2 separate regions of the Mus musculus genome follow, and region 2 is linked to region 1. A link is a contact called in public Hi-C data. All regions are on one chromosome and are shown on one strand. The core of a region is the stretch at or near the end of the contact, and the rest is flanking DNA. Distances in the headings are between cores, read along the strand shown.

Region 1 (6,579 bases), core at 1,314-3,813:
CTGCCTACATGGAAGGGTGAGCAGGGCCCTGTGCATTTGAGAGCAGGGCCTAGCCCCTGGGTTTGTTTCACTAGATTTAATTCTGGTCGTATTGTCTACGGGACATCTGTCTGTTCCTTGTTGGAGACCTACAGACTGCTTGGCCTGCTTGGGTTCTCTGGTCCTGCAGCCAAGTGTTGGCACTGCCTCGTCCACTGGCTCACTGGTGAGCTCGCTATTTCCAGAGCCTGGGCCTAGGCTTCAGGCCTCCTGCCCTACTTCACCCAGGAGGTCGTTTCATTTCCCTCCCTCCCCACAGGGCTTCTATCACGTACATTGTTCCCATGAGGGAGAATTGGACCCTTTTCCTCTCAACTCGGATGTCTGTAGCCTGAAGAGGGAGATCTGGTGGGCTTTAAGACCCAGGGGCACCAGGGTCAGAGTTAGACAGTACAGGATCTGGATCCTAGGAAGGGGACTCTGTAGTTGTTAAAATTAGATTCCAGCTGGTGATTGGAAGTGAAGCTTAAAAAGCAGAGGCTAGGGTGGGTCTGCCTGCCTCCCGAGGTAAAGGGCCAGCTACCACGGAACAGACTGCCAGAGTGCTGGTGCCCCAGGAAGAGAGCACAAAAGTCAGGACATGGTGGCAGTCCAGCAGGAGCTGGATCGGACTCATCCTTCTTACCAAACCCCTAGTCCCAAATAAACCAGAGCCTCTGGATCTGGGTTCGAAATTTAACTTAATATGCTGTGTGACCAAGCATGTCACCTCACCCTCTCTGAACCTCAATACCCATCATTCTTTTTTTTTTTTTTTTTTAAACAGGGTTTCTCTGCATGGCCCTGGCTGTCCTGGAACTCACTCTGTAGACCAAGCTGGCCTCGAACTCAGAAATCCACCTGCCTCTGCCTCCCAATTGCTGGGATTAAAGACCTGTATCACCACTGCCCGGCTAGTACCCATCATTCTTATACGAGAACCACAGTAGTCACTTTAAGGGTGGGGGATACTCTTGGGGAGAGCCTAGACAGAGTGGGGACCCAGCAAGAAGCAGTTTCCACCTTGGGGGAAAGAAAGCCATCACTGTGCCCAATGGGGCTGCCTGAGACCTGGGAAGCAGAAGCACGGCCTAGTTCCCTGGGCTGGTGGCTGAGGACTCTTGCTGATCCCTGGTTACTATGCATTAATCTCTGTAAAGGGCCCTGCCACGGGGTCTGGAGCACAGTGAATGTCACACATCTGGAATGATGCTCACACTGAGGCAACATCTGGGCATTCACTGTGTCAGGTTTCAAGTCAGCTACCCAGGGCCTTGAGAAATGGTAAAGCTGGGCACATCTAGATCCCTGAGAATCTAGAGCCCAATCTAGGGTGGCAGAGGGGAGACACAAAAGCACCCACAACACAAGACAAGGTCAGGTGGAGACCCGCAGAGAGGTTTCTGAATGGCAGGAGGATGCCAGGGAGTGTAGTAAAGATGAGCTGATCTGTAGGCATTGCCTGTGCCTGGGCACCCTGTCTTACTCATATAGTCTCATTTAAAGCTCAAAACAGCAGTTACAGGGACTTCTTGTGGGCAAGTAGACCTTGCCACCAGACAGAAGAACTGGTCAGGCTGAGTGGCCCCAAGCCCCCTGAAACTCAGAACTGAGAATGGTAGGAGTGGGGCCAACTCCATGCCAAACTCTACGTGCTCTGGGACACATAACCACGACAACCCACTGAGATGACCATGACAATCAGCCATGTGGGGGAAAACATCTGAAGTCCTTCCCCATGCAGGTTAGCATCATTAGCATCTCAGTTTGAGCCAATAGGAAACCCCTACCCCTGGATCCCACCCTGCTCCTCAGTGTTTATAAAGTCCCTGTACACATGGAATAGAGCGCACAGGCTATTTCACCGAGAATCATCTGAGAGCGACTGATTTACTGAGCTGTGACACTTGGGGAAAAGGTTTTCTTCCCAGAAGCATTCATCGCTGGTCCTTGTACCCTCCTGACAGGCTGGACTCATGCTCCTGCTGCCTCTGTTGTCACTGCCTGCTGCCACCGGCAGCTGCCCTGCCCCAGCTGCTGGTATTGACGCTGCCACGGTGCAGGCCAGATCTGGGACCTCAGGTACCTGCCCCGCGTAGGCTTCCCTTCTGAGAGCTGTCACACTGTGTCCGTCTCTGGCTGGACCACAGGGTTCTGCAGAGGATGACAACTTCTAGTCCCATTTTACAGATGCAGAAACTGAGCCCAGAGAGGTCGTGTGATGGCTGATGGCAACCTTCATTGTCAGCTTGATAGGATTTAGAGTCACCATGGCAATAAATCTGCAGGAACGACTCTCAGGAACTTTCTAGACTGTCTTAACAGAGGTGAGAAGACCCACCCTAAACACGCACCGCACCGTTCTACGGCTAGGAGCCTCGATTAAGTGAAAAGACAAAGTAAATAGAGAACCAGCATTCATCTCTCGCGTCTTCCTGCAGATGCAATGGCCACCTCATTCCCAGGGCAAGCCTTCCAGGCCGCGACAGGATGGGGAATGGAAAGATGCAGCAGGGAGCCTGACCAGGAGATGGCGCCAGTGTTGCTGACTTTGAATGACAAACGAGACGGACAAAGTGGCCAGGCTTCTGCTGGATTAGAAACAGACCGCTCAGCATGAGAAATAGCCAGGGCTAGAGCCATTAGCCTTATCAAAAAGCTGATTGCTCTTAGCAAAGTATTTAATACGGTTTCCTGCTATTAGGGCCCAAACCTGGACTAGCAAGATATTAATTCTGCAGATAATCATTGAGAGGGGAGGACCATATTTTAATATATGGCAACAGGCAAGCTATTGTCATTTTTCCCTTCTATCTTGATTGCCGGCTACCCAATTAGAACTGGCTTTCGATGCCCCTTCCTGGAGGGACGGAGATAAGGCTTAATGTCCTCGAACAAGATCTATCGGCTGCGACGAGAGGCCCATAAATATTAATAAATCTATAATTAGTCCTGTGGAAAGGGGTATCCATCCATGAGGCAGTTCCACCCATCGATGCCAAGAAACCACTTTTGCTGGGAAAGCATGACTTTTCTCTCCCAAATGCCAGGCTCTTTGTTCCAGAAGGAAGCAGCCCTTAGATGGTCCAGATCCTGATGTGTTTGCTTTGAGACAGACCCTCAAGAACAGCCAGGATTTCTGCAGTGGTCTCCAGGGAGGGAGGCTTAGCCTAGGTGGTTATAGGAGAAGGTTGGGGGCCCAGAAACATTTTCTCACATTATTTTAATTTTTAAAAACCTTCTTATTGATTCTTTGTGAAGTTCACTTTATGCACCCCAATCTCACTCATTTCCCCATCCCTTCATATCTACCCTCTGCCCTTGCAACCCAAAAGAAATTTCTTTTTCTTTTTTTCTTTTTTTTCTTCTTTTTCTTTTTTGGTTTTCTGAGACAGGGTTTCTCTGTATAGCCCTGGCTGTCCTGAAACTCACTTTGTAGACCAGGCTGGCCTCGAACTCAGAAATCCGCCTGCCCTCTGCCTCCCGAGTGCTGGGATTAAAGGCGTGTGCCTAAAAATTTTTTTAAAAAGTAAAAGAAGCAACAACCAAAAGCATCTCTCTGTAGAAGCCGCAGGGTGTCCCACAGTACACCTTTTATCCAAATATCATTACTTGCAAATGTTCATTGCAATGAGTCTTTGGTCTGGCTCAAGGCCTCTGGCTTCTGCTAGTCTATCAGTAGTGGATGCTCACGGACTCCTCTCAGATATTCTGTTCTTGCCCTGTGTCATGGAGATTCTGCAACTTTGGATCTGCAGGACCAGCCCCTTCATGAGCTCCAGCAGTTCATAGATGGAGTAGATGTTGGGGTGGGCCCTGGATCAAAGCTCCCCAGTGCTGCACCCATCGAGGGGCATTGGCCTGCCCATGCAACCACCTGGCTAGTGAGGGGTGGAGCCAACTCTGCTCAGCGTCCCACACCCCTCGTACATCTACATGGCCCAGGGGCGGCAACCCAGACCAGGACTATGCACTCGGCCTTTGATGGTAACATGGACCACAGATGTTGACACAGACCCTTGCTGCTGCAGGGCAATGGACCCAGACATGGCTCTTGGTAGCACCATGGGCAGCGACTTCACTGTGGCCTCAGATGACAACACAGGCTGCTCCCTTCAGGCTGTTCCTCAGCACCCTCATGTCTCCAGTTCTGCCTCTCCTCATGGTGCTCAGACCCCTCTGCTTCTCTCTCTCCCATCTCTCTACCACTTGCGAACTGCAGTGGCTCTCTCTCTCTTTTTTTTTTTTTTAAAAAGATTTATTTATTTATTTATTATATGTAAGTACACTGTAGCTGTCTTCAGAGACTCCAGAAGAGGGCATCAGATTTCATTACGGATGGTTGTGAGCCACCATGTGGTTACTGGGATTTGAACTCAGGACCTTCAGAAGAACAGTCAGCGCTCTTAACCACTGAGCCATCTCGCCAGCCCTGCAGTGGCTCTTATAGTGGATGGGCCTCTGGGTGTCTTCTGCCCCACCCCCCATGTGGTGGTAGACAGGTTCCTTCATTATTTTAATTTTTTGTTTGTTTGTTTGTTTTTCGAGACAGGGTTTCTCTTTATAGCTCTGGCTGTCCTGGAGCTCACTTTGTAGACCAGGCTGGCCTCGAACTCAGAAATCCGCCTGCCTCTGCCTCCCGAGTGCTGGGATTAAAGGCGTGCACCACCACACCCGGCTATTATTTTAATTTTTAACTGAAACTATTTTGAGTTATTTCATTTAAAGTTACCTGAAAGAGCATATAAAATCTGAGAGGCCAGTGGACTAGTGAAGGGGTTTAAAGTTACCCGCAAATAGGAATACAGATTGTTGGTTTAAATATTTGTGTGTGTAGCCAGGCACGTTGGAGCATGCCTTTAGTCCTAGCGCTTGAGAGGCAGGGACAGGAGGAAACCCTGGTCCTCAAAACCAGCATGGTCTATACAGAGAATTCCAGGCCAGTCAGGGCTACACTGTAAGATGCTGGTCCATCACCCTTCCCAAATTATGTGTATATGTGATGTACATGTGTGTTAATGTATGTGCACTGATGTGTGCATAGGTATGTGTGTGTATGTATATGTGTTAGAGACTGACATCTGACATACCTTCCTATATCACAGTCCATATTATTCTGGAGACAGGGCCTCTCACTGAACCGGGGGCTCACCTACTCAGCTAGACTTGCTGGCCAATTAATGATGTTCAAGTGTCTTCCAATCTCACCTCCCCAGTTCTGGGCTCAGCTTTTCTGGGTGCTGGGGACCTGAACTCAGGTCCTCATGCTTGTGTGGTCGGCGCTTTCCTCACTGATCCACCTCCCCAGCACTACTGTGAGATGTTTTTATTATTGTGATTATTGCTTTGTTTGGGATAGGAATGTTGGCCCAAGGCCCACATGTGGGATGCCTGGTATGTTGGTCAGGGTTCTCTAGAGCAGCAGAACTTATAGAATGAGTCAGTCTCTCTCATATATATATATATATATATATATATATATGCATGGGATTTGTTAAAATGAGATGACTTTACAGGCTATGGTCTAGCTAATCCAGCAGTCACTGGTTATGAATGGAAAGTCCAAGTGTCCAGTCATTGCTCAGTCTGCTTGGCTGGGTGTCTTAACTGGTCTACATGGCTCGGTGTCTTAGCTGGTCTTCAGTATTCACTGGAATCCTGAAGAAGTCGTCTCTAAGGCCAGTGAAGGAATGGACTTGTCAGTAAGGTGAGAGTGAGCAGGCACAGAGCAAAAGCTTCCTGCCTTGATGTCATTATATAGCTTCCAGCAGAAAGCGCGGCCCAGGTTAGAAGTGGGATTTCTCAACTGGAAAGATCTGGATTAAAGGTGTGCCTTACCTCAAAGATCTGGATTAGAAGTAGATCTTTCCATTTCAAATTAAGCAAAAATCTCTCACAAGTGTGTCCTCCATTTTGGAATTTTAGTTAATTCCAGATGTAGTTAAGTGGACAACCAAGAATAACCATCTCACCTCATCTCCAGCCTTGGATGCTGTTGGGAAGTTCTGGACCTTTAAGAGGTGGGGCCTCAAGGGTAGCCGCTGGAGTGCCAATGAAGATAGCTGGGGAGACAGACTCTCTCTCTCTCTCTTTTTTTTCCTACCTCATCCTGACTAGGTGCTGCCTCCCGAGATGCCTGAAGATAATGAGTCTGTGGTTATTGACCACAGCCTTTTTAACTAGGAACCAAAATAACCCTTCCTCTTCATAAATGCTCTCAGGCACCAACCCAGTGACAGGAGCTAACCAAAACTAGCACACATCAAGTGAAATACACACCTCCTCACACGTTCAGCTCCACAGCTTCTGACACCCTGGAGACCATCACCAGGGAGAGGGGCACTCTTCCTACCAGACCAGAAACTCCTGGGACCTGCCCAGTCTGCATCACCATGGCGTCTACTCTTCTGTCCTCCAGAGCTACAGATGCCATCTGCCTGCCTTTGTGCCCCGTAGACGTAGACTCAGAATGAACTTGTGGCTCTGCCCCCCATCATTCCTCATTATGTCCTAACACTATGGCGTCCATTTTAGAGCAAATGCTCTTTTTCTTTCTTATGG
Region 2 (6,579 bases), core at 2,266-4,765, 69 kb after region 1:
ATAGTACCTTATAGCAGCTTGAGAGGAATGCAGACTCTGTGTGTGTGTGTGTGTGTGTGTGTGTGTGCACCTCTCCCAGACCTACATTGTCAATAACTGCATTTTAACAAGAGACCATGTGACTTGCGTACACACGGTACACAAATCCTCAGTGAGAAGGATCAGGCTAGAGAATGCACGGTAGCCCCTCAGGCCCTCCACCAGCAGCTCCAGCTGGCAGCATCAGTTCCCACCAGTTTATCTGACTTCTGCCAAGGCTCTGAAATGCCTGCACTTGATGTCAAGGATGGTACCACCCCTGTGAAGAAGGATGCCAACTTGGAGCTGAACTCCTGAGTTATTGTAATCTGGAGGTGAGAGATCACAAAGCAGAGACCTTCCTGCCCTACCCTGGGGTTGCTTCAGATGGAGCCAAAATTTGGCTAGCTTCTCTGCTCTCCTACTGTGTGACCTCTGCAACCAAGTCCACACTGTGCCACTCACTGCTGGCCCCTCACCAGTATGCAGCAGCAGGCAGCTTAATATGGGATGGCAATGCTACTCCAGGTCCCAACGGAGGCAGGACCCCCGCAAGATTTGGGCTTTAGGGCTTGTATTAGTCCATTCTGGCCATTCTGGGTGTGGTGGGCATGCGTTTATTTCCAGCACTCAGGAAGCAGAGGAGCAAGGATCAGTATGAGTTAGAGGAGAGCCAGGGACCATGTAAGGGGCCCCTGTCTGAAAACAAAGAACAGCAAAAAACAAATGAAAATCGAACCTGTAAGACACCACTTCACACAGTCAGCAGTCAAGGGACACTAAGAGACAGAGAACCAGTAACAGGACACAGACACATACACACAGAGACAGATAATGCATATACAGACATATATGCAGAGAGACACACAGATTATACAGACATATATTGACATACACATATGCAAACACATACAGATATAAAAAAAAGAGAGTTCACACACACACACAGACCAGGCATGCATATGCAGACATGTATGCAAACACATAGACAAAGATGAACACACACAGAGACATATACAGACATACACACACATACATGCAGACATACATACAGACACACACAGAGAAAGACAGATCATATAGACATATACACACAGAGAGGCATGCACACAGAGACCACACATACGTATACAGACTTATACACATATACACACAGAGACATACACACACAGAGAAACATATACACAAAACACATAGACATATACAGACATGCGTGTGTACATGTGCACACATACAGACACAGAGCCAACATCATATTTTTACCCTATTCTTCTTTCCCTTATATCTTCCTTCCCTTATAAAATAAAATTTTTTCTTTTAATTGACTAGCAATAAAATATCTTCTCAGACTCATCCTAGGCAGTAATATGCATGAAATAGCAGGTTTTATATGCTACTTGCATTTTTGTAATACACATTAAAATATCTATTCAGATATAAAGGAATTCATCTGTAAACCACGAGAAATGGTTCTTAGGGCGGAGGGTGCCCTCGGCCCCCAGAGCACGCGGCTACTTTCAGGGATGTGGTTCCTGCCCTTTAAACACCACCACACTTTAATTGGACACTTTTGACTTGCTTCTCATGGTTTTGCCCCATTTTTCTCTGCAGCAATTTGGCCAGCGATTCCTGTCTCTTCCTCTATTATCCACTCTGATTAACTCAGCTGCACCTGTCAGCCTTTATTCCTGCAAGCGAGCGGGTGGAGCGAGGCGTGCTGGAGAAGTCGTTAAAATGCATGAGTTAGATCGGATCCACTCTTTCTTGGCTGGGGGTGGGGTGCGTGGTGAGTCCCAAGAGGCCCACATCTGGGCTCCCATTGGCAGCTCAGGGACTCATGGTGAGGATGTCTATGGATGCCATAGGGTTGATATCAACTTCATCTAAGAGATACTGTGGGGAGCACAGCATGGTTGGATCTCTGATAGTATGTGTGTTTCCACTGGGTGCAGGAAGCGGGTGAATTATATTTGTGTCTTGAAAGGCAGTCTTTCTTCTCTTCAATCTCTCTCTCCCTCCCTCTCCCACTCCTTCTCTCCCTTCCTCACTCCCTCTCTCCTTCCCTCCCTCTCTTTTCCTCTCCCCTCCCTTCCCTCTCTCCCTCCTTCTGCCTCCTTGTTTATTTTGAGACAAGGTCTCACATATCCTAGACTGGCCTGACTCACTATGCAGCCAAGGATGGATGACCTTGAACGTCTCATCCCCGATGCCTCTAACTGTGTTGGGATCCCAGGTGTGCACAACCACACCCAGTTTAGGTAGTGCTGGGAATGGAACTCAGAGCCTTGTGCCTACTAGGCAAGCATGTGACCAGCTGAGCCCCAGTCCCTGCCAGAAGAGATATTCCTCAAGATGGATGAGGCTTGATTCCAGAACTTTCATTCTTTTCTTCTACCTGTTTTTCTTGGATACTTGCAGCACATAGTGATTAAACTCCCTTTCTTCTTCTTCTTCTTCTTCTTCTTCTTCTTCTTCTTCTTCTTCTTCTTCTTCTTCTTCTTCTTCTTCTTCCTCTTCCTCCTCCTTCTTCTTCTTCCTCTTCCTCTTCCTCTTCCTCTTCCTCTTCTCCTTCTCCTTCTCCTCCTCCTCCTCCTTCTCCTCCTCCTCCTCCTTCTTTTTAAAAGTTTCTAAAATTGCAGTTACGTGGGAGGGGGGGGGGGTCTGGCTCAAGAGCCACAGTGTGCATGTGGAAATCTGAGGACCATGTGGGTCTTAGGAAGAAGAGGCAGGATGATGGGAAATTCAAGGTCATCCTTAGCCCCATAGTCACAGTAGTAGGTCAGAGTTCAAGCTTTGATGCCCATGGTGACCCAGAGTAAAAGTTCTGTGCTCGGATGAGAGCTGTGTCCTCTGTGATGTCGAGACAGCTATGCTTCAGGGAGTGATACAATTGGTCCTGCAACTGGTCCATGATGGTCGGCAGCTGTCCATCCCAGCACAGCCTTACATAAAGTCTTAGTGAATCTTAACATTTGCTTCTTTCTCCAGCTCTTCCTTCCTTTTCCTGCCTCTTTGTCTTTATTTATTTATTTATTTATTTATTTATTTATTTTTGCCTGCTTGTGCTCTCTCTCCATCCAATTGCAACTGCAGGGAACAGCAGGAGTTTAAACTGAGGTCAGATCCTGGAGACACCCCAATGGCAAGAGGAATGCAACTTCAGCCTAAGGGAACTAGTGACTCCTGACAGGTTACCCAGTGAAAAGAGACCTGGCTGGAGTGGGGGGTGGGGATGAATCTGGTAGCAGAGATGGGAACAGAGTGCTGAGGACAAGCTAGGAGCAGAGGGGGAAGATACCGCGGACCCTGGAGGTCAGGTGAGAAGAGTGGTGGGCAGAGGTTGCATCCCTGGATTCCACCCTTGCCCAGTGTGTCGGGGAGAAGCCGTCTCCTTCATCCATCTTGCTACAAAACTCAGCCAGAGCTCTCGGCCTTCCAGAGCGACCTCAGAGCAGAGTGTGACCTCTCCTGGCCAGCACTGAGAGGATTCCAGGCCCCAGTGACACCTCTGGCTTTCCAGTGAAGACTTTGCTGGCTCCCGTAGGTTTCCAGCATCTTCCGGCCTGTTCCCTGCCCGGAGATTAATTTGTTTACTCCCTTGCCTGGAGATGAACTGAGAGAACTAATCGTCCATCAGCCGCACAACCTTGCCCCGCCCGGCCCTGAATGTCCATTTTCTGGCAAAATATGTCCTCTCTGCTGCCAAGGCTTTTTGGAAAATGCTAATTTTATCCTCAAATTAAAATTTGTTCCCCTTTCCTCATTTTAATAAAAGCGAGGCATCCGGAAATGTTGCCATAGTGCAGAAGCGAACGTTCCCGACATAATTTTCAAAATGCCTTCGATCACGCGGCTTTCGGAAGGGCCTGTCCTCTGGCCCTGACCTCCCTTCCCCATCTCCACGCCCCCTGGGGCAGCATTTACATTTCTTAATAACCCCTCATTAATATGCATGAGAAGGGGTGGGTAATAATGGCTGAGCACGCTGCACTAATTCAATTTCCACCCGCCTCGGCCTGTTTACTTAATCACCAAGGGACCCGGGTTACTCAGCATAATTATTTATTCGGAATTAGATCTGGAGGCATCTGGACTGAGCAAAATGGAAACTGGAGTCTCTTGGTCCTGAGCTCTGGGCCCTCCCGCTGGCCGGCTGCCTGCCAAAGGCTCAAGGCCGGCGGGGTCAGCTTAAAACCTGGGCTGGTGGGGGGGGGGGGTTCTTATCAAAGTACAGAAGACTCAGGTACGATGACCGGGTCAAAAATCTCTCCCCCATGGTGGTCTAGAGGGACCATCAGCTCTGCTGGTGGCTAAGAGTAAGGTTGGGCCAGAGGCAGGCCTCAGGGGGTGCTGGGAGCTTATCCCAACACCGGCATGTGCTGAGACTTGGACACAGGCCTTACAGGGAGGAGAAAGAGTGTGTGCCTTGAGTCAGAATATTAATGGCTGGTCACCCATATCCGAGTGTCAGTATGCACGAAGCTAACTACAACCTGTGGCTTCGGGCATCCACTGGGATTCTTGAGACATATCCCCTGAGCATAGTAGGGAGCCACGGTGTAATAGGCCAGCTCCTTGGGCCACACTCCTCTAATTTGATGCTCAGTGAGCTCCTGTTCATGCCTCAAAACCCAACTCCCTTGGCTGCTGCATTCTCCTGGCAAAGCCACAGCTCCCCGTCACGTTTTCCACACTCTGCTCTATCCCTGAGCCCCCTCCAGTGCCGCTCATTTTTCATAAGTCCTATGTCCTACTTGTGTAGGAGCAAGGGGGATGTTAGGTGTTTCTCTGTCGGGGTGGCCTCTCCTCTGGGTCTCTGGCTCCCAGGAGCGCCACAGTCCACTGGGAGCCCTCTCCTGGATAGCTAGCACACAGCCTTCTCCTCTGTCTCTCAGGCACAGCATGGGGGCAGCCTTCTGCAGCTGGTCTTTGGACTCCTCTGAACCTCCAGTTGCTTCTCAGAATCTCCATTACCTTCTAACTGAAGAAGTTCCTCTGGTGTGATTCCTTCAGTGGTTCCTGCTTCCACACTGTCTGATCTGGTCACTGCTGGAATGTAAGGACCTGGTGGGGAGGGCCACAGCCTTTGTCCCAGGACTTAGATATGAAAATACTCCCAGAGATGGATGGATGGAGAGAAGGATGAATATTGATTATATGACTTTCTAGTCAGGTTCTACTCCTGTTTCTCCCTGATGTGAATACACATTTTTATGAAAATAATTCTCAGCCAGGCAGAGTGGCACAGCCTGTAATCCCAGCACGGATACTGAGGTAGGATTACTACACATGTGAGGCCAGTCTGGTTTATAAAGTGGCCTCTAGGCCAGCCTGGGCTACATTGTAAGACCTGTCTCAAAACACAACACAACACAACACAACACAACACCACACATCAACACAACCTTAATCTCCTAATTAAATGACCTGTAGTTCTGGGAAGGCCCAGTCAGCACTGCTGCTAAGGTAACTGCAGGGTAGCAGGATGGGGATGGGGGATGGTAGGGGTGGTAGAGTGGTGTGAGGAGTGGGGGTGGGGAATAAGGTTGCAGGGGATGGAGGAAATGGAGGGTTGCTGGGGCGGTCATGGATTGGAGGCAGCATCTAGGAACAAATGGAGGGGTTGAGGAGACAGCAGGTGATTTAATCACTGCAGACTCTTGTTAAAGGCGGCCTTTCTCGCCCGCTGCCCTCCTCACCCGCCCTCCCCTGCTGCAAAGCACCTGGGCCCTGCAGTGCCCAGCCAAGGCTCTTCATTAAAATTTCTTGGAACTCTAGCCAGGTTGGAAGGAAGTCAAGACCTGCCAGCTTGTCTGCCAGGTGAGGTGAGAGGGTGGCCAGAGGGGCATTTCTGTAGAAGTCATTGAAAGAGCGGGCAGAGGACTTGGGATCAAGGAGGAGAGTTAAGGAAAGGGGGTAGCAGGTTATAGGGAGGTGCCCCAGCCAGTTTCTGGGCAGGCTATTCCAGAATCAGCACTGGAAACAAAGGCTTAGTAAAGGAAGGTATTTGGGAAGTGAGTGGCTGGGGAGCCAGTAGACACTGCCTTGGGCAATCAGGGCTCAATCCTAAATAGCTGGCTGAAAGTCTGGGCATCAGTCCACCAACTCCTAGCACCTCTCGGGGGAAGCACAGCACTGTGGTAGGTGCTGGATCTCACTTTAACCCTATGTGCTTAAGGGAAGAAGACGCAGAGACAGGTTCTTAAGGGGGAGGGGAGGGCTGCTATTGGCCTGCTGGGTACTGTGCACTGGGGGCCTTGCTGAGGTCACAGGTATGACGAAGGGTCGGTGGCATGAGAGCTCCGCAGACTGATGTTCTCCAAACTGAGGTCCCAGGCTCCATGGCTCTTTGTCCCTCTCTCTTTTCCTCCCTCGGTCCCTTTTTTGTTTCCTTCCTTCCTTCCTTCTCGTCTTTCCTTCCACAAATACTTCCTAAGCCCCTACCCTGCACTAAGAGCATCACTAGGCCGAGGTGTGCACATGAACACAACCTCACGCTGCCAGCATACAAATTTAGACAGCAGCTAATAAACAGGTGTCTGCAGGAGTACAATGCTGAGC

What was found. A called contact is a pair of places that touch in the nucleus more often than the background predicts.
Region 2: a Hi-C map of the N1E-115 cell line shows a contact between it and region 1, with 4 times the contacts expected there. The contact joins two enhancer-like sites. A contact is called at or near these places in 1 of 15 datasets of contacts at CTCF or cohesin (embryonic stem cells), 9 of 484 Hi-C or Micro-C datasets (the G1E-ER4 cell line, the N1E-115 cell line, embryonic heart and 3 more) and 3 of 115 datasets of contacts at active chromatin or transcription factors (astrocytes and embryonic stem cells).

Annotation. Positions count from the first base shown.
Region 1 is chr2:157,633,303-157,639,881 of GRCm38.p6, forward strand. No RefSeq gene overlaps it. Among named protein-coding and RNA genes, the nearest start is that of Platr27, 39 kb to the left of the region's middle. Within about 2 kb of position 2,564, at least 3 of the 459 cell types and tissues checked have an H3K27ac peak or open chromatin away from gene starts, as enhancers often do. A contact at or near this core is called in the N1E-115 cell line, where this site is marked.
Region 2 is chr2:157,701,601-157,708,179 of GRCm38.p6, forward strand. No RefSeq gene overlaps it. Among named protein-coding and RNA genes, the nearest start is that of Gm25407, 8.9 kb to the right of the region's middle. Within about 2 kb of position 3,516, at least 20 of the 459 cell types and tissues checked have an H3K27ac peak or open chromatin away from gene starts, as enhancers often do. A contact at or near this core is called in the N1E-115 cell line, where this site is marked.